3 separate regions of the Mus musculus genome follow, and regions 1 and 2 are each linked to region 3. A link is a contact called in public HiChIP or PLAC-seq data. All regions are on one chromosome and are shown on one strand. Each heading gives the region's core, a stretch centred on a gene start, on an enhancer-like site or on the middle of the called end of the contact. The rest is flanking DNA. Distances are from core to core; before and after follow the strand shown.

The links. HiChIP or PLAC-seq counts read pairs in DNA pulled down with a chosen protein or histone mark.
Region 1: an H3K4me3 HiChIP or PLAC-seq map of embryonic stem cells shows a contact between it and region 3, with 7 times the contacts expected there. The contact joins the promoter of Vps35l here to the promoter of Mosmo in region 3. A contact is called at or near these places in 2 of 39 promoter capture datasets (the HPC-7 cell line and liver) and 5 of 115 datasets of contacts at active chromatin or transcription factors (astrocytes, embryonic stem cells, large pre-B cells and 2 more).
Region 2: an H3K27ac HiChIP or PLAC-seq map of embryonic stem cells shows a contact between it and region 3, with 6 times the contacts expected there. The contact joins the promoter of Knop1 here to the promoter of Mosmo in region 3. A contact is called at or near these places in 3 of 39 promoter capture datasets (hippocampal neurons, liver and pre-B cells), 1 of 15 datasets of contacts at CTCF or cohesin (large pre-B cells), 2 of 115 datasets of contacts at active chromatin or transcription factors (embryonic stem cells and thymic regulatory T cells) and 1 of 9 other capture datasets (adipose tissue).

The regions. Positions count from the first base shown.
Region 1 is chr7:118,737,528-118,741,898 of GRCm38.p6, forward strand. It overlaps Vps35l (VPS35 endosomal protein sorting factor like), which reads left to right and starts at 2,744. Exons shown (of 31, transcript NM_027815.4): 1 at 2,744-3,248. The coding sequence starts at 3,148.
Region 2 is chr7:118,854,746-118,859,393 of GRCm38.p6, forward strand. It overlaps Knop1 (lysine rich nucleolar protein 1), which reads right to left and starts at 1,253. Exons shown (of 5, transcript NM_023197.3): 1 at 878-1,253. The coding sequence starts at 1,031. Iqck (IQ motif containing K) reads left to right here and starts at 1,007. Exons shown (of 9, transcript NM_001374605.1): 1 at 1,007-1,216. The coding sequence starts at 1,030.
Region 3 is chr7:120,674,694-120,678,994 of GRCm38.p6, forward strand. It overlaps Mosmo (modulator of smoothened), which reads left to right and starts at 2,927. Exons shown (of 3, transcript NM_001164580.1): 1 at 2,927-3,177. The coding sequence starts at 3,072. It also overlaps a transcript of Pdzd9 not described here.

The DNA.
Region 1 (4,371 bases), core at 1,494-3,993, 1.9 Mb before region 3:
TTAGGGTTTCTATCACTGTGTGAAACATCATGACCAAAAAGCAAGTTGGGGAGGAAAGGGTTTGCTTATTCTGCTTATACTTCCACATTACTTCATCATCCAAGGGATTCGGGACAGAAACTCAAACAGGGCCAGAACCTGGACACAGGAGCTGACACAGGCCATGGAGGAGTGCCTTCACCCAGCCAGCTTTCTTAGAGAACCCAGGACTACCAGCCCAGGGACGGGGCCTTCCACAGTGGGCTGGGCATTCTCCCAGCCTGATCTTATAGAGGCACTTTCTCAATTGAGGCTACCTCCTTTCAGATAACTCTAGCTTGTGTCAAGTAGACATAAGACCAGCCAGCACACTAAGCAGGCACCAAGTCTGAGGTTCCACCCCTAGCACCACATTAAGTTCTAAAAACAAAGATCTTGGGATAGAATGCAGTGCAGCTTCTTTGATAACTGTAACAACATCCCTAAGAGTTGTGTCAGACCTGTCATATATCAGTTAAAAATAAGTTTAAGACCTGAGAGACGAGACGGCTCAGCTAAGAACATTGGTCTTCTTCCAGAGGACCCAGTTTGATTTTCAGCACTCAATGGTGACCTCCCAATTATCCAGCTTCAGGGTATCCTGAAATCCTCTTCTGGCCTCCACAGATATATGCATGATACAGCAACATACATGCAGGAAACACACCAATACATATAAATAGATTTAAAAATTGGATTTGGGGAGCCATCTGGACAAAGCGCTTGCTGTGCAAGCATGAAGACTTTCTAGATCCCTAGTGCCTGTGTCAAAATGGCAAAAGGTGTGCACCTGCAACCCAAATACCTCTGTGTGGGGATAGCGTTGACAGGCTTGCTGGCCAGCCATTCACAGCTTCAAATTCAAGGAGACAGACAGAAAGCCAGAGAGAGGGAGAGAACAAGAGAGAGAGGGAGAGAACGAGAGAGAGAGAGAGAGAGAGAGAGAGAGAGAGAGAGAGAGGAAGAAGGAGGAGGGGAGGGAGGGAGGGGGAGAGGGGGAGAAAGGTGTGCTGTCTCAAAACGTAAGTTGGAGAGTAATAAAGGAAAATACTAGCTATTGACCTCTGGCCTCCATATGCTCATACATGGACAATCAGACATGTGCACATGCCACACACACACAATTAGAAGCTGAGTGCAGTGTCCCATGCCAACAACCCTAGCACCTACCAGGCTAAGGCAGAGGACCAATACCTCCAGGCCAGCCAGGACTACAAAGTAAAACCATTTTCAACAACAATGTAAGCAAAGGAACAAAATGTTTCCATTTAAAACTGCTCTCTATATTCAGTGTTTTTCCATGGCCCTTCTCCAGTTTCTTTAAAAGATTCTTTTTTTTAGACTTAGTTATTTGATGTATATAAATATTTTGCCTGTATGTGTGTCTCTATACCACATGTACCTCTGTAGGCCAGAAGAGGGCATCAGATCCCCTGGGACTGGAGATACAGATGGTTGTGAGTTTGGGTTCTAGAAATCAAATCTGGGTTTTCTGGAAGAACAGCAAGTGCTTACCAGATAACGCATTTCTCCAGCCCAGATTTTACAGTTCTTTAGGGACACTGACAGAGATGCCACAAAACCATGGTCTTAGCATGTGGTAAGAAGAACCCTTTAGTTATCTATCCTTTCCAGAAATGTAGCCTGTTTTATGATAGTTCCCCATCATCTATTTTATACATAAGATGGGATGGGTTTGACGAATGTACGAAGGACAATTGGTCCCCTGCCTTTAGTGCCTCATAGTTGCTTCTTACCACCCAAACTGCTACCATTCTTTCAAAGGAACCACCAACAGCAGTGTCCCCTAGAATTGTACACACAACTATCCCAGAGCCACTGTTTTACAGTCCCCAGGCAAGTGGCATGCCCATTTACAGTAGATGCCCTGCTCTGTTATAGACCAGGGTCAGCGCTACAGAGAGAAAGGCTCTGAGAGCAAAGGCCAACCAAGAGCAGCCTGTCTTGCCTGCCTCACTAACTACAGCATCTGAGGTTTGCCCCGGAGACAGGGATTTTATAACCTCCTGTCACCTTAGCAGTTAGCTCAGTTTCACAGAGGAAGAAACTGGGACTCTGAAAATGTCAGTCCTAGTTAAAGTATATTCCGTTGCCTTTTCCAGAACGCATAAGAGGATGCTGCTCTTTCCATAAGGAAATGCACTTGGGAGTAGAACCAGGATGGTATGAATAGACAGTCTGCTAATTTCCCAGTCTTAATCCATTCTTATTTGAGTTAGAGTTTGACACTCACCAGCTTTGAGCATCAGTTTTCCAAAAACAAGTGATTAATGATAGATACTCCAGAAGTTTCTATTGAGAAGGGAGTGGGCAAAGTGCATTGAGTGCAGTCACCCTATCATAATTTATCCATGGGGGTGGGGTGGGGTGGGGCTTAAAACAGGAGCGCCAAAGTTCTGTGGTCAAGAACAGAACTTGCTTGCCCGTATTCGGACGTAGATTGTCAGTAGTGGGGGGAAAATGCCCAAAGTGTTCATCCTTACGAAGCATGAAGAGAACCCACACCAAACAGAATTCACTTCATAATCACTTGTGTCTGGCCCTCAGCAGGGATGGGTGTGTGCACTCCTTTTTGTCACTAGAGGGCGCAGGCGGGCCAAGCAGCCAGTGGCGTCTTACCCCTTACAAGACTGGGGGGCGGTGTGTGTGTGTGTGTGTGTGTGTGTGTGTGTGTGTGTGTGTGTGTGTGTGTGTGTGAATGGGATGGCTCAGAAGGTAATGGCATCGTGTGTGTGTGTGTGTGTGTGTGTGTGTGTGTGAATGGGATGGCTCAGAAGGTAATGGCATCTAGTGCCAAGCGAAGAAAGGACCAACACCTGTCCGTTATCCACTGACCTCCGTGCACATATTTACATAATACGAATGGGATTTAAGCAAGGCGTGGTGATGCAGGCCTTTAATCCCATCATTCGGAGGCAGACGTAAATGGATTTCTATTAACAAAATAAAAAGAAAAAATAAAATCAAGGCCGATGACGGAGCTTGGGTTTTGCCGGGCCATTGCCCGATACAACTGCGGAGGATCGGAATCCGGAGGAAGTTGCCCCTCACAATCATGGCGGATGACGGAGCCCGGGATCTTCAGAGCGGAAGCTGCCCTTCACAATCATGGCGTCTGGGGCGGGGCCGAGCTTCCCTGGATGTGAGAAAAGGGGCTGGACGCGGAAAACAGGCGATCATGTGACTGGGAAGATGGCTGTCTTTCCCTGGTAAGGAAAAACCCGCTAGTAGGCTTCGGGGAGGGCTCCTCTCAGTGGGGGTGGGCAGTCCTCCTTGTTGGGATCGGTGGCCTCCGTCCCCGCCCGGGCTGTCAGGACTACGGAAGAGCAGAACCGCTGTCAGTACTCTGCTCCTCTCCTCTGTTCCGCAGCTCCTTCACTCAGACGGACTCCATCCAAGGCTTCCGCCTCCTTGGGAGACGTTGGCACGCCTGGGAGTTCTGGGGAAGGGGATGAATTCGCCCGGAGTCTGCACCTGGGAGACCTGGTCGCTTGTTCCTTGAGCTCCTTAGACTTTCTCATCTGTAAAGTGGGACCATTCACCCTACTCTATGTAGGGTCCCCAGACACGCTTCTTTACCTCGTTGTTCAACGTAGTAGAACGTATTAGAGAGAGGACACGCCCAAAGGAGAGAGGGGGCAGTCAGTCAACTCCCCTGGCGGCTTGGGTAGACTGCAGAGAAGAGCCTTCAACTGGGTCTTGCAGGATGCATACGAGCTCACCAAGCAGGAAGGAATAGTGTGTACCCAAGTGACTGGCATACGGGCCTTTTTGTGCTTAGAAGTGAGGTGACCTTTAGGTTGTCACAGGTGATTTGTGTCGATAAAGAACCCACATAGGATAAGCGGATGATAATGTGGTTGGACGTTGGAGACCTTGCATCTCAGGGGCAAAATTTCTGCGTTTGAGCATGAAAGAAATTTGTAGCGCTAGGCCTTGAACATAACCAACATCAACCCTCTGGCTTTTTGGCCGGACACTTTAATTCACTCCACCCTGCAGACTCTTAAGTGACCACTTAAGGACACAGCACGTCAGCGTGGTGCCGTATCACACCGTGGGTTGGCTTCACCTGCTTGTGCTGGCTTAACCTTGGATGTTTTCGTTTTCCATACTGCTGAGACCCCAGCTCTGCTCGTGCCTATGGTCTCTGTAGCCGTCTCTCTTGAGCAAGTGTGTGGGAGTGCACGCCCATCTTTCAGTTTTACCCACTGACTTCGTGTTCTTTAATGAGAGAGACAGAATTGTGTCCGTCTTCTTCCCGGTGATTGTTCCTGTCGATGCATGAGGGAGCTGATGAGGCCCAGGGGAAGTGTGCCTCTGCTCCAGAGA
Region 2 (4,648 bases), core at 3-2,502, 1.8 Mb before region 3:
TGAGGCAGAAGTGGAGGGTGACTGGGCAGCTGGATGAAACAGCTGCCTTGATATAACTCACTCAGCATGTGTACTGTAGGGCTGAGGCAAGGAAGTCACTCTCGCCAACAGAGACGACATAAACAGGACTTCAGGGATGATAATTAACAAGAAAACATAACTGGGCCTCAAGACATACTGACTTTTAGAGGACATAGGAAGGGGACTCACAAAGGAGAGAAAGATACAAGTCCCGACAGGCCAGTATCAAGTAAGACCATGATGATTCTACAGGATTAGGGCCAGTGATCACGAAAAATAACCCGGACAAAAAGGTCCCAGGCGTCAGCTTAACCCACTTCTTTGTTTTGCCACTCAGCCAACAGCAACATACTCTTTTCCATCCCTTTAACTGTACTTCACTCGCGAGAAGTGGAACCGAACCTACACTGCATCACCTGCAAACACAAGCTTTCTTCAAAAGCGCCTTGTTTTTGAGACAAAGTTTGACTACGTCGCTAGGGCTGATCTGCATCCCGCGTGCCGGGGTTATAGACGTGGGCCACTATGCCCAGTGTGAAGGCACTCTTAAATTCCCGCGGCAGCAGTGGATAGGGTTAGTGTGACCAATAAGCCTCACAGGCCTCGGAGACTGTAACTCACTAGGTCTCAAAGTCAACAAGGTGCAAAACACGGACTCGAGCCAGAGGAGCGTGTGCTGCCCTCACCAACCGCAGGCTGCTTGCTAGCCAGGATCATCCCCATGCCTACTCCAAGGCGGGACGGCTTGGAGAGAAACCGAGGGCTGCAGGCGAGTTGGGGGTGACTTATCTTTGTTTTCCTCTCCCCCAGCGTGCAGCACCTTCCTCGGGGCCCCGCACAAACCACCCGCACTCACCTGGTTCGCTAGCAGGCCAAGCGTCCCCGCGTGAGCAGCCGCGCAGCCGCGATCCGGAAGTCAGCTTCGACTTTCTGGCCCGCCCCCTCGAAATCCTTCTCCTTCCGGGTCGCGGCCTCCCGGTGCCCTGGGTTGCTGTAGAAACCGCGTCCATGGCGGCGCCGAGACTTGTATCCAGCCGCAGCGTGCTGCGTGAGGAGGCGAGCGGCTCCGCGGATTCGCCGATCACTACGCGCACGCCGGTGCCCGCAGTGTCGCCCGGGTCTCCCGAAGTGCTCGTGTCACCCCCGCAGGTCGTCGAGCCGCCGGGGAAGAGCCTATGGGATCAGATCTGCGAGGGTAGGCGCCCCGCCGCTGGTCGGGCCGGGCGGGACGCGGGCGGGACCCGCCGGGACGCGCGTTCCAAGCCTCTGTGCGCCAGGCGGGTGACGCGCGCGGGCGGAGGAGCCGAGCCTTAGGCCCACACGCGGAGAAAGAGGTTGGCGTATGTCTTGGATTCCGGTGCGACCTCAGGCAACAGGCTCGCAGAAGGAAACCCGGTCAGAGAGTTGCGTAGTGTGAAGCTTCAGGGTAGAGACCCGGACCGCCCGCAGATCGCCCGAGGAAGCAGGGAATGAATGAACTCTGTAGACAGGCTCCGGTGATACTCAGGAAGTATTTTGGTGTGGACAAATAGATTTTGATCTCCACTTGCCCCAAAGCCTTTCTGAAGCCCCACAAGCAGGCTAGATCACTTGTTCCTTTGTAGCCCACGAACCTTGGTCATGGGGTCTTGTAATAGTCGTACAGCGGGCATAACAATGGTACCTATGTCGTGGTGTTAGGAGGTAGAACCACGTAGTCACAGATCCTAGGTTACAGGAAGAGTGTTAGTTTTCCTTCATTCCAAAGCCTCCAGATCTCAAAGGCAAGAGACACAGATTCATTCATAATAAGTCCGCTGTCTATCCCTTCTCCCTTTTCTCTCGCCTTTTTGGACTACAGACTGGCTTCCAGCTGAGTATCCTCCTGCCTCAGCCTTCCAGCTACTGAAAGATTTTCATTCTTGTGGCATTGGCTGTCCAATACAACACTAATAGAACGTTCAATAATCTGTGCTGTTAAATGGGTTTGGGGTGTAATTTGGGACTGGCAGACTAGAAGAACCAAATTTCTTATTTTACTTAATTTTGATAAATTTAAATAGCAATATTTATGGAATAGTTCCAGGTCAGTAAATGTTTCGTGAATGGAAACAGTGAATTTGTCAGTGTATAGAGGGAAAAATGGTGACTTGGAAGAAGTGGTGAGTTCAGAGGAAGAAGAGAAGAGTCAGTCAGTCCTCCCAGACCACAGGGCTTGCATTACTCCTTCCCTGTAACCTTTGCTTTAGAGAAAAGGTTTCACCCTGATGTTCTTGTAAGTTCTACCCTTAGGGTCCTTACCCGAGGAACTATCTGCAGCAATATTCAGGTGTCTATATACTTACTGTCTTTCACCCAGAGGATTCACTTTTCCAAGCCAATAGATCTTCATAGTACAGTTTATTGTATAGTTTGATACTTTTCTTATTGCTGTGAAAAATATCTGACAAAAGCAACTCAGAGACTTATTTGGGCTCACAGTTTGAGGATATGGTACATCATCCCAGTGGGGGCTCCTGGCAGCCGGTCCCGTTTGCATCCACAACTAAGAAACAGAGATGGATTCTGGGGCTCAACTCACTTCCTTCCTTTTATTCAGTCCAGGACCACTAGCCCACAGCAGTGTTGCTGCCCCGTCAAATTGGTAATATCACAAGTAGTACTGGGGAAGGTGCTCTTTGAGGGGGATAATTCCTACCTCACAGGGCTGTAGTGGGAACCAAGTGAGATAATGAGAAGATGCTCTGGACTTTGAAAGGCTCAATACATGGTCATAAATATTGATACTTTTTTTTGTCTTTTCTTGTGGAATCAGTTTCTGTGGGGTGTGTTATACCTGGATAAAAGCAAGGACAAAGGGTTTTAGTGCTCTCTGAAAAGCAAGGGAATTGATGTCACTTACAAAATAATAGCTGTTGAGCAATGGGGGTAGAGATGACCTATTTTATACAAGGCCACTGTGACTTCAACCTAGATGACTGTCCTAGTTATTTTTCTGTTGCTGTGATAACACTGACCAAAGGCAACTTGGGGAGGAAAGGGTTTATTTCAGTTTACAGGTTCTAGTCCATTGTTGAAGAACACCAAGACAGGAACTCAAAGCAGGAACCTGAAGCACTGACCTCAGAAGAATACTAGTTACTGGCTGGCTCCCCTGGCTATTACTAAGCCAGCTTTTCTTACATAACCCAGGGCCACCTTCCCAGGGCTTGTATTGCCCACATTAGTGAACAATCAAGAAAATGCTCACAGAGATGCCCACACAGGTCAGTAGGTTTGAAGCGGTCCACCAGTGGAGACTTCCTCAGATAACTCTGGCCTGTGTCAAGTTGACTGCTGAAGCTAACTGGAAGAATGAATAATCTAATTCTGACACATATAACATAGGCTTGTAGAGTAAGCCTTTAGGGAGTGTATTCAGCTTCTTAGAGAAAGCATGATGCTGGGTGTTCTGTGTACATCTGTAATCCTAGCACTTGAGGGGCTGACACTAGAAGACCCAGAGTTTGAGGCCAGCCTGAGCTATATAGACTCTCTCCAAAGAGGCAAGAAAAAGGGCAGGGAGAAAAAGAAAAAGTGTGTATGCTTTCTGGTAAGCTTATCCCTGAAGTTAGTTATTACACTCTATTAGGAAAAATCCATTAAATAATGGTTGCAGCCAGTAGCCCTGGCAGAAGCTCAATTTCATGAAAACAAGGTGTAGCATCGCTGAGTGTCCAGCTTACCTCCTTTCTCCTCCCTGGCTGCCGTGTGTATACCTGCCTGCCTATCCGATAACTTATTTATAAATGTTCTTCAGTGTTCTTCCTCATCATTCTAGCAACGACTAACGCCTTTGTATTCTCAACATTGTTTGTATCATTATCAATAAACTTCCTTCCAGTGCTTCTAATTAAATCGTAGTGGTTTGTGATGTTAATGGTTTTAAGCATTAGAGGCTCCTTGTTTCCTGTTTGAACACTGCTGCAATTACTGCTATCAGCATCCTCTTGCTGTCCTTGGCTCATCAATTAATCACTCTCCAGCTCAGCAACCTTGGTGTTTTAGAAAGTAGGTCCTTCATCCAGCATTGGTCAGCTCTGAATGAGTTCTTCTTCCTCTAACAGACCAGCTGAGCAAGCCAGGGGAAATGACACCAACCAGCTCTGGGCTCTGCTCATCAATCAGTGTTCATCAGCATCTTCTCCCACCTCCCATGTCTACTGGTCCAAGTTTTAGCCCAAATAAATAGTCCTCCCACTTAGCACAGGACACATTTACTGAGAAGATGCCTGCAGTTGGGAGTGGACAAGAAATCCAACTTCTTTATACTAACACACACATAGTGCATATCTTTAACCTCAGCACTTGGAAAGTAGAGGCAGGTAATCTCTGAGCCTGAGGCCATCCTGGTCTACAGAATGAGCACCAAGCCAGCCAGGCCAACATAGACGCTGTCTGCAAACAAAAACTTCCAACACTCATTTGATCCATAAACAAAGAAAGACACGTTCTATCACTCATGACTTAATGCTCTTTTTGGGCTTTGGGGCCACTGTCTTGTTATTCTCAGGATCTCAGTCTATCACTTCCTCCTCTCCGTGTCGCCATCTTTCACATCTCTGCTAGCTTATCTCTTCACACACCTTGATCTGTGATCACAGGAGAC
Region 3 (4,301 bases), core at 1,677-4,176:
GGAATTGGTCCTAAGAGAGCTCCCTAATAAATGTCCTACACACCACCGATCAATAACTTTTCATCTTGGAGACAGTTCTGCGAGAACCAACCTACCAGACAAATTGCCATTTGATCCCTGGGTGTAAGCTAACCTCTGGATTTGACTGTTGTCTTCTCCCACCCTAAGAATCCCAGGCACAAATATGCAACATAGCTGCCACTCTCTCGGCCCACGCAGTAAACCTGACTGAGAGAGGAAGTGTGTTCATTATCCTGTCAGGCCAAAGATGCTCCTTCAAGTGCAGAGTAATGGCACGGTTTCTTCCCGTTTTCCCTGAAGTCCCATCTGGAGTCAGCTTCTTCCGAGCTGAGTCCTACCATCTATCACAAGAAAGCACGCCACAGTCTCATCCCTTTAACAGCCACCGTATGGCTATTTCTGTCTTTAGCCTGCCAGCACAGAGCCCTCCTGGGGGCCGTCTATGTTCTTCTGGGTCTCCAAGGACTCTCCACCGTAAGGGGCATGGTGGCTCATCTCCGAATAGAAAGATCCCAGCTGTTTACTCAGGTGAGTGATGAGATGCCTCTGCTGCACACAAGGTCTGTTCAGGAGGAGAGGAAAAAGAGGCTCAAAGCAAGGACATGGACTTCTCAGTTCAAGTTAGCAGCAGGGCTGGAATTAGCACATACTTCTCCATCATTTTGCTCTCCCCCCACCCCACCCCCTCATTGCCCCTCAGTTTTGCTTCTGTTAAAATGTAGGTAGAGCTGTAGAGAAGGGAACTGTGTTGTCCTGTTACTGCAGAGACATGGGACTCTGAATTATCAGCGCGATTGGAGACAAACAGAGCGTGCGGCTAAAATGGGAAGTGGTGGGAACTGTGTGAGCACTGTGCTTGCCTCCTAATTACTATGCCTGTCTTACTTGTAGGAAAAGACCAGGTGAATCGCTGTTATCTACAATGATACGAAACCCCTGGAGAAGGATGGAGAATGTTTTTTAATCCTTCTAACACACATACACTCATACACACCCACGCAAGCACACACGAATACATACACACACACATGTACACACATGCACACACACACATTTTAATCACAGGTCTAGAATCTTGAATAGAAGAATACATATACTTCAAGATGTCCTGGTAAATACTGTTGGGGTAAAAGGAAGAATTTATACATTTTTTTTTCAAACTCAAGAATTAAAGTATCGTCATCCCACAGAGCTGGAGTTAAAACAGTCGCAAACTGTTCCAACATTTGGCCTTGATCAGTTATGAACATCAATGGGTATTAGTCAGGAATCCTCTCTGTTATAGTTACAGCTCCTTTTATTCTGGACAATCAAAACAGCAGATAAGCCAAAACTAAGCCGGGCGGTGGTGGCACACGCCTTTAATCCCAGCACTTGGGAGGCAAGGCACAGGCAGGCAGATTTCTGAGTTCGAGGCCAGCCTGGTCTACAAAATGAGTTCCAGGACAACCAGGGCTATACCCTGTCTTGAAAAAACAAACAAACATAAACAACAACAACAACAACAACAAAGCCAAAACTATGGCTCCTTAGAACTTCCCCAGTCTTTAGAACAAGAAAGGGAAGAGCTACTGCAGCAACTGATAGGCATTCTATCTGGATCCCCAGGAAACATGAATTACCTGAGTCAGTGTCAATGGCAGAGGAAAAATAAATTATGTAATTAAATATGCACTTTTAAAAAAATACTTGCCCCAAGAGACCAATGTTTGGGCTGAAAAGTCTTTAGACCAGCAATCAACTCCATTTTCCCCAATCTACGTGGTGGCACTGGTGCCCATTACGAAAGGATGCTGGATTTGGTGGAATTTGAAACCTCCTGAGTTTTGTGGACATGTAGGCATCCCAAAAATAGAGACAAAAGTCGCTCTTCTAGGTCTTTCTAGAGATAGCTTAGGTGGTACTTAAGTAGAAAAATCATCTCCATTTGCTCTATGGAGTGCTAAGAAAGAGATGGATATAAAGTCAGGGTTAATGGTGATTTAGCAGAGAGCCACGGTGGAAGGAAACCTCCAGGGGGTAGCAAAATCGTAGACAAATCCTGTTATTATAACAATTCATATTATTGTTTCCTGTTTATGCACTAAATCTAAGGCTCTCCCCACAACCTTACTCTGTAAATATCACTAAACACCTGGTAGGGGCAAACTAACAAACATTTCAGGTTATTCTTCATCGCTTTCTCTGTTATCAGCAAGTTCTTCCTTCTGTCTGCAAAACACACACATCTGCTCATTTTTCTCTTTCTTGACTACCATAACTAAAAACCACAATTCTCTGTCTTAGACTGCGGGGCCATTTCTGGTGTCCCTACATTCGCTGCCCCTCCCCCCATTATAATCTATTTATACCACAGATCTTCACAAACCAAATAAGGTCATGTCACTATCCTGGTCGAAAATCCTCCAGTTCCTTCCCATTGCATCTGGAACAAAATCCAAATACACATTTGGTGAATTTAAAGACAGGATCTCCCTGTTTAGCCTAGGTTGTCATGGAACTGGTGTCTTTCCAGCTTCCGCTTCCCGAGAGCTGGGATTCGTAGGCGCGTGCCCACCCCGAATGCCACCTCTGGCCTCTGCCTACCTTTTCTCCTGCCACTCACTCTCTAGTCACACGGGCCGTTCTGCAGGTCCCTGAACCTGACATCCACTTTCTCTCTCCCCAGTGACTGTTTCCTTGTCTCTGGAACAGTCTGCACCTAATTCTCACTGGACAAATCTTTAAGATCTCAGGGGTCTCCGACCCGAACCACCGTAGCAGCCCCGAGCGCCGGGCTGAGCCGACGCCCCCTCGGGAAGGCTCTGCAGGGCAGTCCTGGGCGCCGCCGGCCGGCGCGCGGTTTCGCTTCCGGGTGAGGGGCGGGCGGGCCGAGCAGTTCCGGGGCGGGCGGCGGCTGCGGGTCCCGGCGCGGAGGGCGCGAGCGCGCGGCGCGGGCCGAGGGCCGAGGGCGGCGGCGCGGGGACCCCGGGGCCCGGCGGCCCATGGGGCGCGAGGAGTGAGGCCGCGGCCTGCCCTGCGGTGGGGGGTGGGGGGAGCGGGGCGGGGCGATGGATAAACTGACCATCATCTCAGGATGTCTCTTTCTGGCCGCCGATATCTTCGCCATCGCCAGCATCGCCAACCCGGACTGGATCAACACCGGGGAGTCGGCGGGTGAGCGGCGTGCGCGGGCCGGGAGGGTGGCGGTCCCCCGGGTCGGCGATCCCGAGGGTTAAAGGTCGGCGCCGGGGTGGGGGGGCCGGCGGAGGCTGTTTGCCGTGGCTCCCCCTTTCCCCTTTGAAGTGTCTGTGGTTATAGTCTTTGCTTTATTTTTAGGCCTGGGGGGAGCTATAATAATACTAATAATAAACTTCATTTTATGGAGCATCTTTCATTCCAGCGCATCTCACGCACACACGCGCGCGCTGGAGATATCTTAATAGTAGTTAGAAAATTAAATAACACATTAGAGTCGCAGGCAGCCCCAGAGGCAGTGCCTGCTGGAACGTTGGCGCTGGAGGCGGGTGTCTGTGTGTGTGTGTGTGTGTGGGGTGTCCTCAAGAAAGAGGCGGGCATCTTTCCGAAGGGTATCCCAGGTGAATGCGCTGGCAGGGTTCTCAGCTCCAGCCCTCCCTTGCTTCTCTCTTTCTCACCTAGACCTGCGAGACCAAACCTTTAATTAATGTACACAGCTGTCAGGAGAACTGCTCAGAATTAAGGAACGGTCTTGTATTTGAACTGCTTGTTCAGCGAAGGTGAAGGGGAATGAGGAGTGGGACCCTTCAAATGATTTCTTATAAAATGTATCGTTGTGCTGTCAAACTTCTTAAGTGCCGCATAGGGTTCTCAATTTATCCAGCAATATTTTTAGCTCTTAAAACAAAACAAAACAAAACGGTAGCTGGGACATTTGTTGCTTTCTTCTTCCTCTCTAACCTAGACCTAGTAACACAAAATCATGCTGCCAGATGTACTGGTTATTAACATAACACTGAAGAATTCCACTTGTCTTGGCTGTAGAGTTTTAGCAGAGCTGTTAATTGTAACACATAAAAAGAGAGTTTGGGAATCATGTGGAGTTTGGTAATACCTGTGGGCTGTTTCTGAAAGTGTTGCTGACTCCAGACAGTGTACTTGACTATATGTGTGAACAGACATTCAGTTCATTATCACCGTTGTTTTTACTCTGACTGTATGTGTAGAGACTCCTTTGTGAGACTTTCTAAGTATCACATGCTTAGGAGCAAAGAAAGGTTCGCACTGTTGAGTAGAGAGATCCTTATTGGAAAAAGATCTTT